Regions from separate parts of the Anas platyrhynchos genome. Here region 1 is linked to region 2. A link is a contact called in public Hi-C data. All regions are on one chromosome and are shown on one strand. Each heading gives the region's core, a stretch centred on a gene start, on an enhancer-like site or on the middle of the called end of the contact. The rest is flanking DNA. Distances are from core to core; before and after follow the strand shown.

The links. Hi-C and Micro-C count contacts between places; a contact is called where the count stands out from the background.
Region 1: a Hi-C map of liver shows a contact between it and region 2, with 1.6 times the contacts expected there. The contact joins the enhancer-like site here to the promoter of TNNT2 in region 2. A contact is called at or near these places in 2 of 8 Hi-C or Micro-C datasets (liver and subcutaneous adipose tissue).

The regions. Positions count from the first base shown.
Region 1 is chr27:6,517,872-6,524,176 of IASCAAS_PekinDuck_T2T, reverse strand. PPP1R12B (protein phosphatase 1 regulatory subunit 12B) reads right to left here. Exons shown (of 27, transcript XM_072028378.1): 14 at 4,761-4,946; 15 at 4,026-4,211. Among named protein-coding and RNA genes, the nearest start is that of PPP1R12B, 54 kb to the right of the region's middle. Within about 2 kb of position 2,441, at least 4 of the 8 cell types and tissues checked have an H3K27ac peak or open chromatin away from gene starts, as enhancers often do.
Region 2 is chr27:6,417,199-6,423,236 of IASCAAS_PekinDuck_T2T, reverse strand. TNNT2 (troponin T2, cardiac type) reads left to right here and starts at 4,437. Exons shown (of 15, transcript XM_038168316.2): 1 at 4,437-4,474; 2 at 5,268-5,278; 3 at 5,403-5,420. The coding sequence starts at 4,437. It overlaps LAD1 (ladinin 1), which reads left to right. Exons shown (of 10, transcript XM_038168312.2): 9 at 753-830; 10 at 948-976. The coding sequence ends at 956.

The DNA of each region.
Region 1 (6,305 bases), core at 1,192-3,691, 100 kb before region 2:
CTAATAGTACTGGTGGAGGAGGATTCAGTTATTAATATATTATTAATATACGCTACTATAATTAGCAGCTGGATCCTCAGAATGAAGGAACGAAGAATGAATTCCTCTCGGGAGTGAAGCAGAGAAGAAATATTTGCCAGGCACGTTTACCTTGCGTGTCAGTGAACTTTCTTCAAAACCTGCAAAAAAATCTGTGGAAATCTTTAGAGGGCAAGGTGCTGGGCTGAGCACGGCCTCCAGCCCCTGGGCCCTAAGAAAACAAGCCCATCTCACTCTTACTCTTGATTTATCTGAAAAATTGGGCAGAGTATGTTAAAAAATAATAAGGCAGAGATGTATTTCCTGCCTCTAGCAGCTGGCCTGACAGCAAGTACGACCACCTGGCTGGAACCTTCCTGAGCAGCAGGAAGAACGCCCGACTGCAGAATGCAATCGTGTAAACAAAGCGGATGGGGAAAAAAGAGGAAGGACAAATTAAATTCCTAAATCTGACAAAACTGGGTGTGACTTCAACTTCCAGAATGTCCTTTTAAAGTGATTACACAGCGGAGAGCTCAAACTCAGGACCTGTCTTCAGAGGCTCTCGGGGAAAGCTCGTCTCCACGCACAGAGGTGCTGCCCACGGGCTGCACGGCGGCCTTTCCGTCTGCCCTGGGATCCGGAGCAGTTTTTCAGACCCAGAGAAGCTTCGCGGAGACCCTGAGACCTTCCTTTCAGTGCCACAAGTCACGTCCAACTCGGTGTGACCCCCGACCACCTCGCCTCCATGCGCAGGGCTCCCAGGAGAGACATGGCCACGCAGCGCGGCGCTCAAACCGCAAGGGCAGGATCGTGGCGAACTCTGCGAGGGAGCTGTCGGCGGCACTAGAGGCCGCTGTCATCTCGGATAAATGCAGATAAAGGCAGCGGGCTGCAGCCGGCAGGACCCCCCTCGAATCCCCACCACTTGCTTGCACAGAGCAGAAACCAAAAGGACGGCGGCTTTGCACCGGGGGGGACAGGATCCATGTGAGACAGGGGATGGAGACGGGATGCACAGCATCCCCCGCGCCTGTACCTCGCCCTCAGAGCCGGCGTTGTTCAGAGCTCAGCTGGACAAATGATTTGCAATGCGAGACAGCTTGGCGCTGGCAGGAGATCATCCAAACCGGCAGCAATGCTCATCGCTGGCTCCAAAAGTCCCCCAGAAAAAAGAAGAGGAGAAATCGACTGGCAAAAAAAAAATATTGATTCTGGAGGATGGCACGTTTCCAGCCCCTCGCTGTCGGCGCTCCGCAGTGCTGCAGCAGAACGCAGGGAGGCTGAACGTGCAGCTGGGTACCTGTAAATACGCACGGCAGCAGCCTGGCTGCCTGGCACAGCCATATGGCCCTAGCAGCAGGCAGCACTTTGGCCACGGCCAGTGCAGGCACACAGACCGCAGGACATTCCTCCGAGCTGCGCTGCTGCCTTTGCTTTTTTGTTCTTCCCTCCCCTCCGTAAAGACACAGCGATGGTTCATGCTATTTTCCAGCCACCGGAGCGTTGGCTGACCAATTTGGCCAGCTGACACGTGCAGCAGGTAAAAGACAGGGAAGAAACGCTGCCATGGGCCAGGGCGAGGGCTGCTGGCTGGCAGAGGATGCGCAACTGCACTCCTGAGCCCTTTGATCCTCGTTCCTCCCTAGACCTAACACAATCTTCTGCTCTAACCTTTTGGCTTCGCCTGGATAATTTAAGGCTACAACTTCGGAGCCATTGCTGTGATCTAATATTAGAAGATAAGCTTGTTTGTGTTTTTGTTGCTAAGAGAAAGCCGGAGCTTTGGAAACACTGAAGCTGACCAAATGCTCCTGCAACAGCTGCCGGCAGGAGCCGAAATGCATACAGTGCTTCCCTGACAACTGTTTGCCATTTTCCCTTCTTATTTTATTTTCCTGAAGTTGGCCTCCTTCCAAAATGAGCTTTTCCCATTTAGGTGACCTCTCCTGTTCCTCCAAGTCCGTGTTTCCTAGTTCAACGTGTGCAGGCAGTGGCTCTGTCGGTGTATCCTGCTGGTAGAACACACATCCACAAGCGAGGTTTCCTCCACCCGTAATGCATCATTGCTGTGTTTTTTCCCTCGGTAGCTGCAAAGCATCGATTAAAGGTGGGAGGAATTTTCTGGTGTTGATCCCTTTGCATTAACATAATTCGCAAGAGACGGCTCGCTAATAAAAATGCAGGAGACAAACAGATCTCCTCTATTATTTATAGAAACTGATTCGGCAATAAATGCCGACGCAGTGATATTAATAGATGATCTTTTTGGCATTTACAAGTACAGTCACAGTCAAGCTCCCTGTCTGGAGACAGCGCCAAGGCTCTGGTGGGCTTTGTGGAGACCACTTCTCCTGGGAAGAATCTAAAGCTGCCGCAACTTTATTCTGCGCTTGCCAAAACAGAGATAGGGTTGTGAAACGGGCTGGAGTGTGAGCTGCAAGCACAATGCACGCTCTGTCCTCTTGCACAATCTCTCTTTGCACCAGGAGGATCTTTGGCAGCTCGTCTCGATTCAATTGCAAATGACACCAAGCCAACTGACCCTAGCAAAATGACAAGGAGCACGCAGAGGCACTCCTAGCGGTGACTGTAAGTGTCCTGACAGACAAAGACACTGCAGCAGCAACTGCAAATTATTTCCCCGCAGACAGAGTGGATGGATGTGGTTCATAGAGAACCCTTGCAATACCTTCAGAGCACTACCTGAGCTAGCTCTAGAAAAAGGAAAAAAAATGCCTGAACAAGCTGACAAGTCTGGGTATTTTCCAAACAGCACAGACTAGCTTGCTTTCTTGGATCCCTTGCAGCTGAAGCATGCAGCAGGCATGCCCTCCTTCCACCAGGGAGGTCACGGGGCTGCCTGCAGATTACATGGCACCTCGGAGCTCCACCATCTTTATCTTTACAAGCTGATAATTTCCATCATTGCTTTTCACATCCTTTGGCTCGAGGCCACTTAAAATATGTCAGAGTACAGAGCATTATCTCCACGCTCAGGACGGTCTGTATTTCAAGGAGAAGTTATTATTTTAGTTCAGAAGAATCTAGTTACTGGAAACACTCCATGAACAGGCTGCCCATTAGAAATACACAGCTCATCGCTGCATTTTATTTATTGCCACTTCATCCACGCCATCAGAAGGGACAGATCTTGCAAAAGTTTACCTGTTTGCAGCAATAAATATGGATCACTCGATGCTCCGTACTTAAATGCAGAAGGTAAATTTCCTTTCAAAAGAGTACCAACCATGCCAGGTTTCTATTTTCCCAGTCTTAAAATCACAGAACCGTACATGTAGAATGGCTTGGGTGGGAAGGGACCTTAAAGATCATCTAATTCCACCCCCCTGCCACGTGCAGGGACACGTCCCACCACAGCAGGTTGCCCAAAACCCCATCCAGCCTGGCCTTGAACACATCCATGGCTTCTCTGGGCAGCCTGTTCCAGTGCCTCACCACCCTCAGAGGAAAAAAATGAATGCTGCTGGAGGGCAGTCCATCTGCTCCCGTGTCACACACCTACGTGCTCCAGGAGGATTTGTTGCCCCCCAAACTAATAACGGAGGGACCTAGGGGACTTGGGCAGCAGATGTCTCCATGGGGGCATGTGCAAACCGAACGAAGAACCAGAGGGATGCATTTTTGTCTGAACGCATCTCAGCCCAAAGCTCTTTTAGGAGGAGCTTTGTGTTACAGGACCTACTCCAAGTGGCTGCTGTGCAGTCTGTCCCTCTGTGCACAGAGGCCTTAGGGACTGAGACTGGTAGCAGAGACGACTACTGAAGAAAAACGCCGAGACGCGCTGAAAGGACAAGCAGAAAATCACGAAGCTAAATTTAACCTTCAACCCAGCGATGACTCCGTTCAAAACCTCAGGACGGAGCAGGGGCAGCAGAGAGACTTTGCGCCGTGCCAAAAAAACACCTCTTACAGCCCCCTGCTGCCACCACGGGAGACCTGGTCACAGAGGAGGAACGAAACGCACCGGCACTCTGCTCACTAACCTTCTGCGCTCCCTGGCTTCCTCAGCTGAGAAGTCCTTTCCTGCAGTGGAGGCAGCACCGGCATTGGCAATACCATTAGCAGAGCCGAGCACAGCACGGTTTGTGATTACACCTAGGGGGGTGCTAGCAGAGAGGCCCTCTGTACTTTTCTCTACAGCAGAATCAGTTTGTTGCCTGAAAGGGGCTCTGAAATAGAGAAGACATAATGGAAAGCAAAGCAAGTGAACTCAACTGCTAACCAAGACCAGCCACCTCCGGGGAACACTGACAGCTCCTTCTCCTTGTTCTGCGCTCGTGTTTTAGAAGGGAACAGCACAGAGGAAAATGAGAGTTTAAAATCTTGTAGAAGAATAAGCGAGAGGAATTCACGGTTAGGCTTCACATCCCTGTTTGCAGCAAAAATGATTAGAAAATGTGACCGGTGAGCAGGCAGGAGGAATGAACGCTGAGACACGTACAGTGAACACCCGAGAGCGGCCTGAGCAGCCCCTTGTGATCGTACCAGGGCGTTAAGAGTGCCCAGTCGACCACTCCAGTGAGTGAAGGAGGTCACCCACGGGCTGTGAACTGCTTCCTGGTGCATACACACTACCGAAACTGCCCAACGTAACCACTCTGGAATGTCTTATCAAGGTTTCCCCTGTGCAGGTACATTTCCAATCCACAATCCAGAACTCAGAACTTCCAACCCAAATGCCGATTTGCTGCAGCGTTATCTCCGCTGAGAGCCGTTACCTGGTGTACGGGCGGGCTGACGCAGCGGTGTTCGCACCGAGAGGTGTGGGACAGGCAGAGGCAGGATGCCACGGGGCGCTCAGTGAGGTAGATGGACCAGTGGTAGTGGGTGAGGTAGCTAGAGATGTATTGCGACTGGCTGAAATGTAGGGGCTGCTGAGGTCACTACTTCTACCAAATGAAGCACTGTAAAACATCACAAAATCACGTCCTTCAGAGCACAGTAAATATCCAACAGAACATCACCACAGCCGGGCTCTCAGCTGAGTATTACATCTTGGCAAAGTGTGTGCGAGGGGATTAGAGCACACCGGAGCCGCTGCAGATCACTCACACGCAGGCCAGCGCGAGCAGCACCTTTTAGACAAGCCCAGCTGAGTTTCAGCGAGAGAATAACGGCGTGGAGGTGAATCAGTGAAGATCAGGGAAAGGAAAAATCCTACTGCCGTGGAAGCGGCACACCCAGAGCACCCCTGTGTGCTGGGGCAAGGCAGAAACAATGAGCAAGGATCAGGTTGCTGAAAGCAGGGAAGGAGAGAGTGACAAAAGCAGGTCTGGCTGCCTCGCCTCCTCAAGATGCCCAGTGCTCCCAGCTCTAAGAACCTGTTTTCAGTGGCTAAAAGCTTTGGCACAGATGAACGGTTGAAGCTCTAATTTTCTTGAAGGCACGTTTGGCACAAACTCTGTACATCTGGCAAATCGCTACCAAAACCATCCAAAAATATTCAAGAACGAGCACGGGAAATTCAAGTTTTGCCATTTTAATGCAAAACCCTTAAAACCATTACTGCCAAAATGCTCTAAGTGCTCACACTTTGGAGAAAAGGAGAAGGGCTCTCCCATGAGGATCTACCCGGAAAAAAATCCTCCCTAAGTGGGATAAGTCACACACCTCTAAAAACAGACTGACTGAAATGTCCCACGTACAGCCAGGCTGCTCGTTGTCTGCATGCACGCTCTAGGATCCTGTCACACCTGACACACCCAGCAACTGGTATTCCTGGCTGCTACTGGTCAGACTGGGCTGCCTGCAGGATCAAAGGCTAGGAAGGCTTCGTCTCACCTCCTGCAGCCTAACAACTCCCATGCAAGCACACATGGAGGAAAGTGGTTGACAAAATACATCGGGGATAAAAGTTGACCTAGAGGAAAAGCAGACCAGGACAAAAAAATGCATGTTTGTGGGAAAGCCAGGGTAACTGGGCTGGGACTGGAAGTTACCACTACAGCAAGAGTCAGAGAGCAGCCTGAGGCTGAAATAAAACTTGGAAGGGGCAGGACAACAGCCAAGGACAGGAGGTCAGAGGAAGGAACCCGTCCGATTCACTTAGGCACTCAATTTGCGAATCATATAAAATGCCAAGAAGGCCGGCCAGCCCAGAACAAGCAGCTGATCCCTAGACAGCCAAAGGAGAGACTGGAGCATCCTGGAAGGCCTCCACGGGGAGGAACGTTACATTTGGGCTCTTCAGTTGATGGCTGCTTGCCAGGTCCAGGTCCCAAAGGAACAAGCAAATTACCGTCACCAGGTAGCAACCTCCACTG
Region 2 (6,038 bases), core at 3,188-5,687:
ACCACCTAATTCCACCCCGCTGCCATGGGCACACTGCCTCGCACCAGACCAGGCTGCTCAAAGCCCCATCCAGCCTGGTCCCGAGACCCGGTGTGCACCAAGAGGGCCTGCTGAGTACTGGGCCTGGTCCTGCTGCAGATCCCAGCCCCCCAAAACAGGGGGTCCCACAGCTGGGGGCACAAAGCTGGCTTTGGGGGCTTAGACTCAGGTGCTGCTTCAGGGATGTGGATTAAAGGGAGATGGGCAGAAAACCCTTTGGCCCCAACACTGTACTTGGTAAGGGGAGAATCAGCCAGGACAAATGCTGGGCAGGTGTCACCCCACAAAGCAATAGGATTTTGCCGCTGCTCGTGGCAGCTGTGTAGGTACAGGAGGGGCAGCTCCAGCCCAGCCCCGCAGCCCGGGCGGGCAAGCCTGGGCACCCCGGCGCTGAGCTCCAGGATTAGCACTGCCCAAACGTGTCTGTGCCGGGAGGCTGAGCTGGCTCCGGCTGCTGGGAAAGGGTTTGCTCCTGGGGTCACTTCTGGGTAAGGCTTTTTTCCTCCTATATTCCTGAAATAAAGCCGCCATCCACCTCTGTGGGCTGGTGCTGCAGTTGTTTTTTTGGGGTCTACCAGGTGTAGGATCTCAAGGCTGGGTGGTTTTAGCTGGGGCAATCCCGCTTCGAGGGCTGCTTACAGACAGCAAGGCAGTAATGCATATGATGCATGGAGGAAACCTTCTCGTGCCACTCATGACTCTCTTATTTGCAGGACGTCGGGAAAATAAACAGCCTGCCAAAGCGTGACGTCTGGGTAAAGCAGCCCAGAGACGCCCCTGCAGGCACCAAGGTAGATGTGGAGCTGCGCTGAGAACTGCTCCGAGCCGGGGCACGACTGGGACCTGCTCACCCGTGCATCACCCCCAGCCCCAGCCCCGGCCTCACTGTTTTTCACTTTCTCTTCCAGCTGCAATAATATCGTATGCAATAATATCAGATGATCTGGGGGAAAAACTGGTTTGCTCTGAAGATCAAAGCCTGGCCCTGCCCAATCATCCGTGCCAGCCCTGCCCACTGCCACGAGTGTCCCCACTGCCACGTGTGGGTGGGATGGGGTGGCCGGGGTCCTCTGCTTGTGGGCTGGGAAGGAAGAAGGCTGGAATCCCATCCCTGCATCCCCAACCCTCACTCCCTGCCTCTCCAGGAATACCCAGGCCTGGAGGTTCCCTGCAGGTGCTGAAGGCAGGCTCTGGCCTTGCTTCCCTACAACATTTTGGTGTTTTGCTCCTAATCCCTGGCTGTGCCCCAACCTGCGCTTGCTAAGGGGAGCAGCTTGCGCGTGTCCCTTGCAGCTGGATCCTGCTGTTGGGGTGAGAGGCTGCCGGGCCAGGGCAGTTTTGGCTGCCCACCCATGGACCGTGCCCATCCCTGAGTGTGGCGTGAGGTGGGGGTGCAGGCAGATGTCACCCCCTCCCCAAGCTGTGACTGCTGGAGGGGACCGAAGCCCCTAAAACTCTGTTTGCCAAGTTGCTCATGCACCAGCCTAGCTTGGAGCCCCCCGTGGAGGACAGGTGGACCTGACAGCACTGGTGCTTCCCTCCAGCACACAGCTCAGACGTGTCCTTCACCACTCCCATCCCCTGCAAGCAGTGACCCCTTTTGCTGAGTGCTATGGGGAGGGCAGGCTGGCCACAGACCTATTTGTGGGGCTGCGTGGAGCTGGGAGCCCTGTCCTGGACCCCTTCTGCAAGCCCCGTTCCCTTCTCACACTTCCCCTGGAGCCCTTTGCGATGCAGATCCCAAAGCCACCCGGTCCCCACTCTCCCCGGCTGCTGCGCCCACCCTGGGGGGGCACAAGGTGCTGTGGGCAGCCCATAAAATGATGCTCAAATCCTGCTGGGGCCGTGCCACGGGCTGGGGCTGTGCCTTCAGCAACCACTGCGGTGTCTAAATTCGGTGTGGGACCCTCCTGCTGCCCCTTGGTCTCATCTTGCTTGTTGGGCTTTAGAAGGGATTTGGTTTTCCTCTTTGCCTTTTTTTTTTTTTTTTCTTTTTTTTCTAATAAAAGTTCTTTCTAAGAAGCTCCCGGTTGGCTGCTCCTGGACTGGGACCTGGAAAGGTTTGCTCCCCATCTTCTCTCAAGAGGAAAAAAGGCAAAAACCTGAGACGGATGTCTCAAAGGGGGGGGTAAAAACAATCCGAACCTTCACAGGACAGCATCTTGGTGCGGAGGGTCTGGTCCCCGGCTCTGCCTTATCAGCGTCCCCAGCCCTAGAAGGTGACAGCTGGCTGGCTTGTGTCAGCCCCTCGGGCACTCACGTATCTCCGTCCGGCGGGTTTAAAATAGCAAATCTCTGAGGCCACACAATAGCTTGGGCTTATATGGGCTCCTGGGGGGGCAGGGGGAGCGCGGAGGGGGCCGGGGCCGCGGCTGCCGAAATAGCAGCTCACAAGTGTTGCATTCCTCGCTGGGCGCCGGGCGCATTCCTGCCGGCGCTGCCCGCCCCGGGGTGGGCGCTGGGGGCCCCTTAAAGCCTCTGCCCCCCAAGGAGCACACCCCAGACACCCGCCGGCTTCCCCACGGCTCCGTGGGACCTCACCTGCGCCCCACAGCAGAGGTAAGGTTGGGGCGGCTCCGTGGGATGCTCGGGCTCTGCTGTGAAAGCGCAGGAGATGCAGGCCCCGTGTGGATTTGGCTCGGGGCTGATGGCCCTGCCCAGCTGCTTGCTCTGGGATGTGTTTCTGCTGTGAAGGCATTTCCCCAGGGAAAGCATCAGGACCCTCTCCAGGGGGTTTCTCTGCAGCACATCCAGTGCGGTTTGAGTGATGTAAGATGGCTGGAAAGGATTTTGGGTGCTTTTAGGGGATCTTGCAGATCCCTGCTCCCCATATCTCCGGGCAGACAGGAGGGATGCGGTGCTTTGGGAGCATCGTACTGGCCCACGGGGACCAGCAGAGCCAGGATCCTCACTTTTCTTTCAGAACGAGCACTCAGAGCCTTAACTGGAAGATTTATCCTGCTTCTGTGCCATTTTTTGCACAGAGGATGGAAAAATATTTCTCAGAGCCGCTTTCCAGTATAACATTATCTTTTCTTGATTTTGCTGCTGCTCCTCAGCAAATGTGTGGTGGGATCTGGTGATGTAGCAGAGAGGAGATGCATGGCAATGCAGAAATACACTTCCAGAAATGCATGTTTACAGCCTCGTGGCCAGGAGGGGATCTCTGCTCCTGTGTTGTACAAGGGCCACATGAAGCCCTGGGTGCTAGTGGCAACATAAAAAGGTTTGGCCAAACTCTGAGGTGGCAGGACCATGCCTCGCAGGGCCAGGCATGGGGAGTTCTGGGGAACGCGTGGGGCTGAACCCCGGGTCTGTTGGAGGGATGGGGACAACAGCAGCAGCTGGGGCAGTGAACCCGGGGCAGTCGGGGCTGGCTTCTGACTTCATTTGTCTCCAAAAAGCACTCCTGAGTCATTGCTCAGAAAGGAGGTTTGACAGCCGTGTGGTATGCTGAGGCATCCCTCCTGCAGTGCATCTTCCCCATGCCTGTGGGTCCTGGTCCCGGATTCAGCATCTTTAATGAGCGATCCTGAAGCCTCTCCAACCCATCCTGGGTAATGAATGCCCGACAGATGCAGCCAGGGCCAGTTGTTCCCGGTTGCCCGATGGGAGCGCTGCTCTGGGAACAGGTGGCTCGGCACATGGGGGTTATTTCTAGAGCTGCCTCACGTTGTCCTGCCGCATCGCAGCCTCGCCGAGGTCCCGCAGGAGCAGGGTGGCCAGGCTGTGCAGGGGCTGGGCTGTGCAACCTTGTGCTGCAGCATTGGGTGGGAGCAGGGCGAGGAGTGCCGACGGGTGGCATTCACCCAGCCACGGGCTGGGAGGGAGATCGGTGTGCGAGGAAGATGAGCATGGACATTTCCATGGTTTTCGCTGCACTTAGCCCTGCTGCTCAGCTGGGATCTGAGTTCTTGTCCCCTTTAGCTAAGCTCAGCCTATTGCAGATAACGGGATGTCCCTGCAAGGTTCCATATCCCAGCTGAGCTAAGAATAGTCAGGAAGCAAACCAAGCTGAACGTTATAATTGGGTAATTTTCCCGTGCCCTGAGCAAACACAGCACCCTGGGATGGCTCCAGCAAGGGGAGCTGCGTGTCCCAGACGTGGCTCCTGATGGCAGCTATCAGCACGGCACGAGGCAGTGTCTAATCTCCTGCCTCTTATTTGGGGCGAGCTCTGATCCTGGGACAGGAGGGGAGCGGGGGGACCTTATCTCCACTGAGATATCACCACCACAGCCCGGCGGGGGACAGCTCCCAGCTCCAAGTACTTTGGAGAGACGCAGCATCACGGTGCCCATGTCGTGGGTGCCGCAGGACAGGCTGTGCTTGTTCTTATCTCAGCTCCTAACCCTCGCTTTTTCCACCTTGCCTTGAATTCTGCTAGATAACCAAGCATGTCGGACTCTGAAGAGGTCGTTGAAGAGTATGAGCAGTAAGTGGTGTGTTTTTAAGCACCTTTCTCTCTCCCAATTCTTGTCTTCCTGTAGGGTCAAGCGTTGCTTAGAGGTGCTGATGGGGGGCCCAGCTGTGGTTGTTGCCCCAGCACCCAGCATGAAAGCACCTTGGGATCCCCCCTGCCCAATGGCATCACTGCTCTGACGGTTCTGTGGGGAGTTTGGAGCCGATAAGCAAATGTTCTGCAAAGGAATAGACCCTGCCCTAAAAGTTATGTGCTCTAAACCAATGGGACAGAGCTGAGAAAACGCTGGCTCCATCATTGTGTTGCTGATGGGGTCCTACTGCAGCGTCCTGAGCATCCCAACAAGGCCCAAATCCAAGGGCAGATTTTGCTGGTGAGAGCTGCTGGAACACCTGAAGGGAAGGGGATTGACATTGGAGCCACGTGGCTATAGGGACCGGTCCAAACGTGGCTGCTATTTCCTCATGCACCATCAGCAAAATTACATCTGAGCCCTTGTCTGATATAAGGGCGAGATGTAGGCTGCCCGTACCTGGAGTTTCAGACCCCCTTCTCGAGCTGTGAAATGCTCCTGGGCTCTGACCACCACCGGAGTGCCAGCTGAGCACTGCAGGCTGCCGATGTCTGCAGCCTGCTGGGTGATGGGGGACTCGACCTGTCCCCACTGCCACCTTACAGCACGGCACCCCGCAGCCTGCTGAGCACTCAAACCCGCCGATATGGAAAGCGGGACCCAGCTTGAGAAAATTTCAGCTCCTTTACAGAGGATTGCTGTAACTGGGGCACTTTGTGTCGTGCTTTGCAGGGAGCAGGAAGGTAAGGGGACGTGGAGCATCCACAGCTGCCCCGAGACTGATGCTAAGAAACGATCAGAGCGGCTTCAATAACCTGCGTCTTCTTTCCCTTCCCTTTCTCCTGTGCGCACATGTGCTCTGTGAAGAGGAGTACGTGGAAGAAGGTAGGTGTTTTGTTTGTGGTTGGATCAGTGCTGCTGGTTCGGTGTTATGCTCGAGTGGGTGGTGGTGGCAAGCTGCTGGGCTGCAATGGGCCAGAGGAGGCTGTGTGAGGCCGTGTTGTGAATTCCTCCACCTGAAACATCAGTGGGATCAAAGCCGGCCTGAATATTCTTAGGATCTCTTTTAACAGGGAGATCCCTTGTCTCAAAAAGAGGGGCGGATTTGGGTATTTTCAGAGTTGTAAGCACAATGGCTCAAGGGGAGCTGGCGCTTCAGCTGAATGTATGTTAATGGTGCTGGAGGAGAAGCCTCCAGCTGCCCCCGTACGGTGAAAAACCGACCCCCCCGCTGCATGCAGCTGCTCTGGGACATGGCTGGGCTGAGCATGCAAGGCTGGGCTTGTGGCCTGGGTTTTGCTGGGGGTCTTGCTGCTTCAGGGCACTGCCAGGTGGGCTGCTGTAGGGTGAAGCATCCTGGAAATTAAAAGCAAAGGGCTGGAGTCCTCATCTCACGCGTGCCGTAGCTACACCCCGCAGCTTTACGGCGTCTCACTAACCTCTGCGCTTATTCCTTCCCCTCCTCCCGGGCTCAGAAGAGGAAGAATGGATTGAGGAAGAAGA